Regions from separate parts of the Gossypium hirsutum genome. Here region 1 is linked to region 2. Evidence: chromatin contacts called from public Hi-C data. All regions are on one chromosome and are shown on one strand. The core of a region is the stretch at or near the end of the contact, and the rest is flanking DNA. Distances in the headings are between cores, read along the strand shown.

Region 1 (6,043 bases), core at 1,797-4,296, 220 kb before region 2:
GGAGTCTATTGCTGGGACGCTAGAAAAGGTCCAATTAAGTGGCAACCATATAACACCGTGTGTGCCGGTATGACATGCAAAGTTTATTTCTTTCTGCCTCCCTTGTTCACCCCTCTGTCCCTCACCTTCTCTATACAGCTGGCTGTGTGGCGAGCATGGATACATTGAGTTTCCATGTTCAAAATGGTACGCATCTTGAATATGTTAAATTTACTTTGCCTGATCAGGAACCAAAATGGCAAGCAGGATATGTATACACTCCGGCAGATGCTATTGCTCAGGGATTTAAGACTCTTTCACTGAGTGAAACTAAAGTGCTCTCAAGAACAATTTCTGATTGGTTCAGACGTTTTGAAGAGTAACTGCCAAAATTCAATGGTAAGTTGATTCTGTGCGGGCACACAGTTTATTGAAAATATAATTTATGAGATTATTGAGGTCCAAGGAATTAAAAATTAGATAGCTGCATGTGTATAGCCAAGCTGAATGAGCTTTCATATGTACCAACAAAGGAAAATTAGGAATTGAACTTTAGACTACAAATGGATCAAAAAAGAATATAAAATGTGCCCCTGAGAGCTTCTTTTATCTGATATACATTTCTTGCTTGAATGTACACAATATGAATTTTCTTAGCTGAATTGGTTGGTCTCTTCCGAATCCATGAAATAAATTGGCAAATACTTTTCTCTATTTGAACATACATGGTTATGTAGCTTGTGAATGTTATTTCTGAGTGCATATATACTGGTGTATGATAAATACTTTCCTTTTTGCTTGGATTATCACCCTCTTTAACAGCTACTTTTCTAAACTTTTGGGTTCCAAAAAGGCTATGATCCTTTAAATGAATGAGGTTTATTTGTCAGTTGGAGAATACGTTTAAGTTTGAATCTTTCTGGTTTATTGGTATTTTCTTCATGCTTTTTTCTGGTGTATTTCTTCAATATACATGCTGTTAAGTGACTGATGCTCTCTTATCAAATAATCCTAACCATGTTTTTGTGCTACCGTTTGACCATTGTATGTATATTTAAGATAAGGGCCTTTCAGATGATGGTATTCCTCTGAGGGTGTCATTGCATTACCCATCAATTACAGCCCTAGCTTGGTTGCAAAACCTGCCAAACATTTTAGGATAGGCTAAATACAACTTTCTTATTACATGTTTTCTTGTTTTGAAAAGAGAAGGAACAATACACCCTGCAAATGGGGGTTAACAAACTCTTATCTTTGTTGCTTAGATAATGATCTTATATTAGTTGTAAGTTTCATTTTTCAGCCAGATTTTAACCGGATTCTCACCGGAAGAAGCTGTAAGTTGCATATCTGAAAACAAAGCTCAAGTTGATTCATGCATTTATTCATTGGCTTTACTGTTTTCGTTCTTGCTTTTGCATGAAACAGAAAAGAACAAAGAGACAAGTGACAGGCTACAATTTAAGATCCACCCTGTTACAAAAATTGCCCTCTTGGTTAAGCAAAAGGAAAGAAAAATAGTGCCACACCTTGTAGGAAAGAAAAGGAAAATCGATTACTGTAATTTATGATTTTTTCTTTGGTGGCATTTATAGGAACTAAAAGAAAATAAGTTCTGATATTCTTGTAAGTGGCCTATGCAGCAGCAGCTTTCACTTTCTCAATCAAGTCCGCGGCATCTTGGACGGTTGTGATGTTCTCAGCTCCGCCTTCTCCGACTGAAACTCCAAATTGTTCCTCCAACGCCATCATTATCTCCACCTGAAATGAATTTGACATCAAACAAAACATAAGAAATGAACCAGGATATTATGCTCATGATGTAAGAAACTGAAAGGGTTAAAAAAAAACACAAATGTGGATATGTCTTGTAAAAGGTGTAACGCACCGTGTCAAGTGAATCAGCTCCTAGATCAGCAAATTTAGTATCAGGAGTCACTGAGCTCACATCAATTGACAATTGCTTGGCAATGGTATTTTGGACGGTTTTCAATGTCTCAGGTTGAGCCTAGTGGAATCCAATATGTACGAAGATAATGAGCTTAATGACGATTTCATGTACTAAAGACAATTGTAATAAGAAAAAAAAAAAACGAAACAAAGACATGGTCTACAAGTTTCTTACAAGAGAGCATGAAACTGATGTCTTAAAGCAGCTAGATTGAGTCGAAAATTTGTTTCTCTCCTTGGAGAATTGAATCTTTGGAATAAGCTTCAATCCATTGCATACTACAGGACATCCCTGCAATAAAAACTCGGTTGGATGAAATCTACACATGATGAGCCAGTATTATTTACATAGGTAGAAAGGTCCCAAAGTTTTTATTTTGTCATTAAACCGAGACCTCATTGGTCGGTTAAATCTGCCATACTATTCACATTGTAGTTTTTTTTTTCCCCAAAAAGGATCACTTACAATGGTGGTGAAGCTTTTGTGCTGAGAAATAGATCCTTTGGCAAAAGGAATTGTAGCAGGGGCGGGCAATGAAGATGCGGAGATTGAAGCAAAAGCAGCCATTGAAACTGGATTGACTAAAATGCAGGCTGAAAATAACGAGATATATAGGGTATTACAAGTAGTGAAAAGGAAGTAAATTGATGAAGAAACTCAAAGTTGTAGATATATAAATAGAGAAAATGTTGAAGACAATGCCAGAAAGTGTCCGGGGAGTTACATGAACACCCGATGATGATTCCAATGTTTGATTTGGTTTTCTTTAATGACTTTTAGAATGGGGCGGTCACTTCCATGGATGTTCTGTGTTTGCTTATGCTATGCAAATTGGACTCTTAACGTTATTTTCTATTTGCAGAAATTCACCACTACATGCATGGTATGGCAACAGTAGAACAGTTACCTCCTATCCTATCAAGTGCTTGCATTCAAATGTTAAATATTATTACATTTACACCTCAAAATATTAATAAGATAAGAAAATTGATGTGTTTGCGGTTTATAATCAGAGAGACAGTGGGCTGGCAGTTTCTATTGGGTGAAACTTGTCATAATTCAAAACCACAATCAAAGCCATATTATATGTATAGAAAATTTGATATGCTGCATTGCACTGCTCTGCTGTCTTATGTTGGGGGTTTTGTGTAAGGTGTTGTTTGTTGGTGGCAGGTTGAAATTTGAAATGGTCCCACCGCCACCAACCCTCCCCCAGTTATAGCGGAAAGTGACCTTACGCTTTCGACCGTAAATGGCTTAGAGATAAAAAAAGACTGCATCATCTTCCATAATAAAAAAATTCCAACCATCCATGAATTTTTTGAAAAATTGGGTGTGACGAAATGAATTTTTTAGAAACTGCCTATCGAATGGTTATAATAATTGTTTATTTATTTTATCTTATTTTACTGTAAAAATTATTATTTTACTTATATAAATAACTATTAAAATGATAAAAATATATAAACATGTCATAAAAAAATCATATGTATTTAAATAACTAACAAAAATAAAATTAAAGTAAAGTGAAGTGAGGTGCGAATAAAATGAATGCATTTAATATTTATAAAATGATGGCAATTTTTAAAATTATACCTCCATCGTAAACATAATAGTTGTGGAATGAAGATGATGTAGTTGATAATTTTACCTTTTCTTATTATGCTCATATTTTTATATCTAAAAACATTAATATTTAATAATGTTATTAAACTTTGACTGAATTTGAAATTAAAATAACATTATTTCCTAATTTTAAAATACAACACTCAAAATTTAAATTTTACTTAAAAAATATTAAATTTTTATCATAATTTCATCGTCCATGGAAATTCAAAATAGAACCCAAATAAATGATATTGCAAATGGTGGCCAGCTGTCATGGTCCCTTTCCGTGGGTTCCCGCGTGGCAACGTGCCTCTATTTGGAGCCTCATTGATCTGGCACGTGGCATCCAGTTGTCAGCAAATGTTCCAACCTCCTCCACTCACTGAAAAATTATAGCCGTGCGATTATGAGCGGTCCCATCATGTCCGTCAGTCATTGCAGGCGGTCCCACCCCCATTCTTGGGCATTTTGAAAGAGAGAAAAAAAGAAACCTACAGTTCTGCACCTCAAAAGTTGTTTATATTCATTTCGCTTAATAAATTTATAAATTAATTTATGTTTCTTTATTAAATGGAATAAATGGAAAGCATTTTAAAATTAATTTATTAAGCGAAATCAATATAAACAATTTTTTATGAATATTATCATGATAGTTGGTATCGTTCCGGTGTCACTTATATCAGCCGGAACGTTTCATTCCTACAATAGATCATAACATTAAATTTTGGGTTCCACTTTAATACAAATTTCGATTGGTATAATTGGTGCCAGTGCATACCAGTTGGAATATAGTGTGGTATAAGAAAATTAAAATTAGAATTTTTATTATTTATTTTAGATTTGTTGAATTATGAAATGAAATAGTTTTATTGTTTAATTTATAAAATAGATTTTTACTTGTTTATTTTGAGATTATGTGGTGAAGCTAATTAAATAATATTTTATATCATTGAAGAGTATTTTATTTTTAAAATTGACATAAGGTGCCATCAATAAATTTTAGAATGTTATCTTTACCATTTTAACCAAATTTTTATTTCTATTTAATTTTATTATTTAATATTTATATACATATATAAAAAGTATTTTGTAAAAATAATAATATATCCGGGCAATAGGTACCAATAGAAAAACAGTATGTAGTGACTAGAGTTGGTTTAAAACTCTTGTGTTGCAGGATTGTTATATAATTAAGTATATAAAAGTAAGGTCCCAACAACCCTACCACTTAACGCTACTTTTGGTTTGCCTTGTATTATTTTATTAAATTTTAGTTTTTACTCTGGTACTATATTAAAAATTGAATTTTAATTAATCAACACATTACAACTAAAAAATTAATTTATATTGAGTGAGTATTTTTAAGAAAAATATTATTGTTACAAGTTGCCAATATTTTAATTTCATAATAAATTTAATAAAAGAATTTAACGGTGATAATAGTTGAACTTGAATTTTTAAATTCAGAAATTAAATGGACTAAATTTCATGTAAACTTTAATTTTTTATATATAATTTTAGTAATTATAAATAATTGAATGGTAGTAATTTATTAATTTATATTTAAAAATAGAAACATATTTATTTGTGATTTGTTAACTCTTCAAGAACATATTTTTGCTCTTCACAAATATGTTGAATTATATTGTTGATAAATATTTCCATGATTATATTCTTGGTAAATATAATTTAAACAAATTTAAAATTTTAATGAGAAACATAATCTTATTTAATAAAAGTTGATGTACTTCTCACCGGATTTTCCATGGGTGAGTTTGGAGGTGAATATAAATGAATGAAAAAGAGTGTTCTACATTTAATAATCATATGGAGCCGTAATTACTGTTGCTTCAACTTTTCAGGCTAAGCCTAAGGCATTCATGGAGACCAACTTGATTAAAGGGGGCCAAAACAACCACCCCGGAAAATGTATATTTCTGGTTATTCAGAAGTGGTTTTGTTTAGAATAGAGGTCTAAAACTACAACCTGTATGTATTGCTGTAAAAGGATAATTTACAATGCAGAGAGAGAAAAAGAGCAATCCTCGGAGGGGAAAATGTCGTATACAATTTGCATATTCGTGTTTTCTAATATTTTATTTTTATCCATGCTAGCTAGTTATTTCTATCTCTGTTTTTGCTTAAATCTTTTCTCCCTCTCTATTCTAAAATTAAAGAAACAGATCGAACAGCAGATTAAAAGCACTTGAGTCTAGCATGATTTTGTTTTCTGATTGTCTGATCAGTTATCGTGCATGCAATTCAAATTATAATTCCCAAATCATTTAATAATTAACATCGTACGGTCAGAATTAGTATTCGAGACATTTCAAAAGGTTTCCAGATTTATTTTCTAAATCATTATTAGTGATTAATTTAGTTATTATTAAGAAAATTAGAAGTTGTGGTAAGGAAATGAAAATTAGTGGGGCAAATGTCTTAAGAGTGAGAAACAAAATTAGAAAGGAGTAATGTGTTAAAATGGTTATCAGCCCAAGGGCATGA
Region 2 (6,112 bases), core at 1,909-4,408:
GATCAAATTCGTAATAGAATAGGCCCTACAATGCACGTTCTTCATGTATCAGATGATGATAACTTCCTTCATGATGATCTGTCATGTCATACTAGTGAAAATGAAGACCTCCTTATAAGTATCCTCATCAACGATGAAGAAATGATCAACTTTTTTAATACCATGAAGTTATTATGCTCAATTGCTTCCTCAAGCAGCTAATCTATCCTCTTATTCTTGAATTGACTCTTCACTTCTTTAGGTGAACCGACCTCTATAGCCCCAATGTGATCTCTTTCGTATCTCCTCATTGACTTCCTCTCTTGTTGTACACTATATCTACATTTATAAAATAATCTAAATCATAATTTAGGGCTAATTTAAAAATTGAAGCTATCATATTATTATTTGCATTAGAATAGTTAGGTCAAATATTTTTAAAAATTTAGTTATATATTTTCATTATTTTTAATTATGATTTTCATCACCTTGAAAAAGTTGATCCATCTATATTTGTATGTAAAAATTTGGTATTTATATTTTGTGAGAACCAAGAAATTAATTTGATTGTTGATAATTAGATGGAATTGAATAATTGATTTTAGCTAATTCTTGGCTTATAAATTTTCAAACTACAAATTTTAATTGTGTTGGATTAATTTCTCTATTTTCATAAGTCAAAATAACTAAATTTGGATAAATTAAAATAGAGAGACTAATTGTTCAAAATTTTGTAAAGCAATATGTTTTAAAAATAAAAAATGTTTGCATGTTAAAGTCGACAATGGATCTGTATTATTTTCCAACAAGATTATGCCTCCAAAGTCCAAAGGGTAGGGAAATGTGAAGAAGAAAGCTTAAGTGGTGTATGTGGAAATTACCACTCAACTCACTTTTCTTTGCTGACACAAAATTTGGTAGCTTAGTCTCAACAACACTTTCTCCTTTCATTTTTGTGGAATAATTTTTTGCACTTAGAAGAGTATGCTGTAAGACCAAAAAGCCAGCACCTTGCATATATATTAAAGAAAATGATTTCCATTGTTTCCTCCTTTTCTTTTTCTTCTTCTACTTGTTCCTACTTTTGAAATTTAAAATTTAAAATTCAATTAATAATAATATTAATTGACTTCTTCTAAATTTGAACCTACTTTATCAATTAAAATTAATTTTTTAAATCAATATTAAAATGTAACATATTCAAAATTAACGAAAATTCATAAATAATGTTACCAAATAGATTTTTATAATTTTAAAATGAAAAAAAAAGATCAAAATGACTAAATTGGTGAAAATAAAAGCATCAAACCTAGTTTTTAAATCAACCCTGTAGAAGATTTTGATATTTTAAATTAATTTTTAATATTTTTATCTTAACTATTTTTAAAATAAAATATAAACATTTAATTAAATTAGTCAACGTAATTAATAATTTTAAAATATATTTATATGCATGTAATACGTAAATAATATATAAATATTTTTAAAATATAGATAAATTAATACCAAAATAAAAACGGTAGTGAGTTGGAAATTATTTAAACCTTAATTAAGAAATAAAATAGAAAGAAGATAGAAGAAAAAGAGGGGAGGGGTGAGAAATTGAAGCATGTGGCAGTTGTCAAAACTGCAGTTTCCCAGCACCACACTGGCTCAATGCGGTGCGTGCATCACGTCACATTTTATTAAATCCTAACTTCTTTGGGGACACACACGCTTCATTATTCATTATTATCAAAAGGAAGACCTCAACTCATATACATAAGCAACAAAAGACTTCTTCGGTAAAAAACAAAATATAACTTTCCTTAATTTGAATTTCCACAACTTAATTACTCAAATCAAATATATATAAAAATTCTTTCTTGGTTTTCTTCCCCTGATTAGAGTTATTAATTAAATCAAATATTAATTTTTTTGAAAAATATGAAATTGGTAAGTTTGGTGATAGAGGGAGTGCCTACTCCCCTCACCAACATCAAATCTTTAAAGACACAATTTCCATATTTAAGGTATTAACAATTTATTGGACTATATTAATTATATGGTTGGTATTTAGCCATTATAAAAAAAATTATATTACTTCGAGAATTTTATATTGGTTGGATTGATATTAAATTACGCAAGATAATTTGTTGGATCATGATTTTAGTTGTCAAGAGTCTATATTTACAGTGTTTGATATTATTATAATGTATTAAACTTATTTTGTTGTTGCTTTAGTGGGATCGATATAGATATCTTCATATGTAAGCAAGTCTTGAAATTAAGTCTACATATTTGAGAGTCTTGAATAGGTGATTGTACTAAGAGTTAAGCACTTAATATGTTCTTTTCATAATATTATTGTGTGAGTACAATTTGATAGTAAAATCTTGTGTTATGATTTTACTTGTTGAATTCAAAAATGATGAATTTAGTGGTGAGAGTATTATATCTTCAAAGTACAACAATAAAGAAAATTATCACGATATGTTCACTTTTATATTTGTTGAAGTGAGTACATACTTTTGATTAAGCACTCCGCATAAGTAGAAAAACATTTTATGGGGTGGTTGAAGAAGTGCCACCACTTCAATTTAAGGTCTTTAAAATCTAATACTTTAGTAAACTTGAAGCCTTTTAAAAAAGTAAAGCTCCACTTCCACGACTAGTAATATTTAGCCTAGTTAATTAATTATAAGGTTATGATATTTAGATATAGCATGTATAATATTATTAGGGTCATGCATGGTTTTGGACTGAGCTTTACGTCATACGCGGAGATTTTCCAGTCTTCTGAAGGTTTCCACCATTTTTACTAATTTAAAAGAAAAAAAAGGTTTATTTACAATGTCAAATACTTTATTATTAATTGAAAAAAGAAAAGAGAAAACCCACAGTATTTAATTGTTTGGTAAAAAATAAAATTTTGTACATACGCAGTAGTCATGGAGAAGATGGAAAAAGGGCAGTAAATAATGGTTGTTGAGGATTGTGGATTTTTTTTTTTTTTTTTTGACGAGACAAGCCCTTGCCTCTTTTCATAAAGAATGATTTTATTTCATAATTCATAAGACGACAGAACAAACTCCCAAACAGGAAGAAGACAGCAGAGAAAGAAAGCCATCAAAGTGCCCTGAAAAGCAAGACAGCAAGGGCGGATCCTTATGGGCCTAGCCTCAAAAATATGGGAAATTTTGAAAGTTTTAATAAATTTTAGTTAGGCGTCAAAAATCCTTATGGGCCTAGGATCCATCACTGCAAGAAAGCATCCTCGAGATCAAAATAACATTTGATCCAAGAATTATGTTCTGAGGTCTAGTAAAATTTTTTTTAAAATTAGGAGTTAAATGAGATTTTTTTTAAAAAAAATTTTGAGGTCTAATTAACCTTTTTATAAAATTAATAAAAATTTTCAAAAATTTAAGGAGGCTTAACTAAAATTTCCTAGAACTTTGAAAGGAAAGTTTCATTATTGATTACCAAACATGTTTTTCAATTTCCAAAAGTACAAAAAATAAAATTAAAATTATTTTTAAAAATGAAAATAGAAAATATTTTCAAGAATCAAATCCAGCCTAATGCTCTTATATAATTTTATAAACAAACATTACTAGTTTTTGGTCCATGTGATGCATGGGTTTGAATTTTTATATTAACATTATTGATATTAATTCATTTTTTGGTATATAATTTTTATTTAAAATTTGTAACTTTCATAATCTGATCTAGACGTTAAGTCCGAATTCAGAAGATTACATTGGCCACCAAAATTATCAGTAAGTTAACGGAGTTTATAAAACAGACATTTTAAGCATTTGTTTATTTTAGAGGAAAACTTAGTTAATTTCCATTTTATTTATTACTCAAATTTTATTTATAATCTAGTAGCGGAAAAGTGATATTCAACTTAGTTTTAATTAAGTAAAATTAGAATTATTTTATGCATAATTAATTTAAAATTCATGTTTCAATATCCTAAATTTGAATTAAATATCATGCATACTAAATAAACTCAAAATCATAGTCCCATGCCACAATTCAAATAAAGCGATACAATTCCAAAATAACAGAAATTTTAAGTAGTAAATCTAAAATACTTTTTAATAAAAAAGATCAATTCGAGCCGAGCCTTTCGTATGCGGAGTCCATGTCATAACCTGGTGGGTTATCTGTAAATATAGAAATAATGGGGGAGTGAGCTTAAGAAGCTCAATGTGAGTTCAATCATAAGAAAACCAATGCAAGCGGTAGACAAATCATACAAAATTGTGACAGCCCTAATGTGACCCTAGTCGGGAAGTGGTTTCGGGACCACAAAACCGAGTTATAAAAATAATTAATTGCTATATTCTATGTTTATTATGTGTGTGTACATGCATATGTGGAAGTTTCATTCCCTAATTTTGCCAATTGCATGAGGAATTATTAAATAGGGATCAACATGAGACATGGTGAAATATGATAGGCTAATTTTAAAGGGCTTATTAGTGCATGTCAAAACAAGGGTGGACTTGCATGTCAAATTGCCCAATTCCCTTATAGTGGCCGGCCAAGATGGATTGATGATGGGCAATATATTTGTTGAATTTGATATTATAATAAGAAATTGGGTTATTGGAGTATAATAAATAAAAGAAAGAATAAAAGAAAAAAAGAAAGGTAATGAAAACAAAGCTTGTATCCTTGGTTCTTCTTGGCCGATTGTAAAGAGGAAGATAGGAGGGAAACATTCGGTCACTTGAAGCTTGAGAAGGTTAGTAAAAATTTTGCTAGTTTTTGAAATTTTAAGTTTAGTTTAAGTCAATTAGCTAGTTCCATATTAGCCCATTTGAAAACTTGGAATTTTAGATGTTGGTTTGAGCTTTCGGTTGTGGTTGTCAAGGGAGGAAATGAGATTTTGTTTGTCTTCAACAATTGATTGGTATATAAGTGTTAAATGTGAGAAAATTTCGTTTGAGTAATTGTAATAAATAATTAGAGGCTTAATTATCAAAAGGTTTCGGTTTTGATATTATTTTTATAAGCATAATTAGTTCAATTTGATAATAAGGTATGAGGTGATAAGTAAAATTTTCATGGTGGTTTAGGTTTAATGACATTCGGCTATGGTATTTGACAATGGTAAATTTTGTTGTTTCATGGTAAATTTAGATGAGCAAAGATAGATGAGTGTTTGAGCTATACAAATAATCATATGTGAGCAATGGGTGCTAAAGGGAAAGGAATCGACTACCTTATTATGTACCAAGGCCGAATGTGTACTTGAATTAGGAAGTTATTGAGTAATGTTTGTACCTTAAGTGATAGAATAGAGTGAATGCTTGGAATGTGATATGTGTGAATTATATGTTAAATTAAGGTTTGCTAAGCTAGCTATTAAGGTGAAATGCAAATGTTAGTATTTGATTTGGTAATAATCTGCTTGGGGACAGCAGCAGTAAGGTGATTTTGGAAAATCGCCATAATTTGTAGGAGTTGAATTAGAAGCTGAGTAAATTATGTCATTAAAGCTTGAAGAGTCTATTTTTTTACAAAGGAAACTATAAAAACTAAAGAGTTACCGATCTTGAGATATTTGAAGTATTGTGGGGCTGAGTCAAAATGACTACTAGATTCCCTGTTCTGTTTTTAGGAAATCATTATAAATTATACAAAAATGATTATAAGATAAAATTTATATGCTTAAACTCCTTAATGAGTCTAGTTTCAAATGAAATCAAATACAACACATTTTGAATTCTGTAAAATGAGAAATTTGATTCGAAGTGCAGAGTGGTCAGATTAGTCAAACAGTGAAACAGGGGAAACTTTAAGAAAAATCTGGTATTGATTGGCCAAGCCTAAAATTCTGAAAATTTTATGGATGGAAGATATACGAGTCTATATTCAGGGAAAATTAACGGCAAGTGATTTGGAGTTTTGTAGCTCCAGTTATAAATAATTTAGTGACTGCTGCTCAGGGAAAACAGCTCGTAGTGAATATGTGATTTTGTTGTAAACATTAATGAAAATTTGCTAATGAATTATTTATTGATTTTTATAAAGCTTACTATAATCTATGTGTGTGAAAGTCGAATCAATATATATATTATTCTGAAAGTAATACTTGAATAGTCGATTAATGACTATTTTAAAATTTGTTGAACTT

The links. Hi-C and Micro-C count contacts between places; a contact is called where the count stands out from the background.
Region 1: a contact with region 2 is called in a Hi-C map of leaf, with 8 times the contacts expected there. The contact joins the promoter of LOC121218303 here to the enhancer-like site in region 2. A contact is called at or near these places in 8 of 34 Hi-C or Micro-C datasets (anther, callus and leaf).

Annotation. Positions count from the first base shown.
Region 1 is chrD06:16,641,716-16,647,758 of Gossypium_hirsutum_v2.1, reverse strand. It overlaps LOC121218303 (acyl carrier protein 1, chloroplastic), which reads right to left and starts at 3,046. Exons shown (of 4, transcript XM_041095355.1): 1 at 2,396-3,046; 2 at 2,105-2,221; 3 at 1,868-1,987; 4 at 1,435-1,740. The coding sequence starts at 2,497. The coding sequence ends at 1,615. It overlaps LOC107901001, which reads left to right. Exons shown (of 10, transcript XM_041095351.1): 8 at 1-67; 9 at 228-378; 10 at 1,626-2,152. The coding sequence ends at 362.
Region 2 is chrD06:16,422,732-16,428,843 of Gossypium_hirsutum_v2.1, reverse strand. No RefSeq gene overlaps it. Among protein-coding and RNA genes, the nearest start is that of LOC121219016, 20 kb to the left of the region's middle. Within about 2 kb of position 3,158, at least 4 of the 9 cell types and tissues checked have an H3K27ac peak or open chromatin away from gene starts, as enhancers often do. A contact at or near this core is called in leaf, where this site is marked.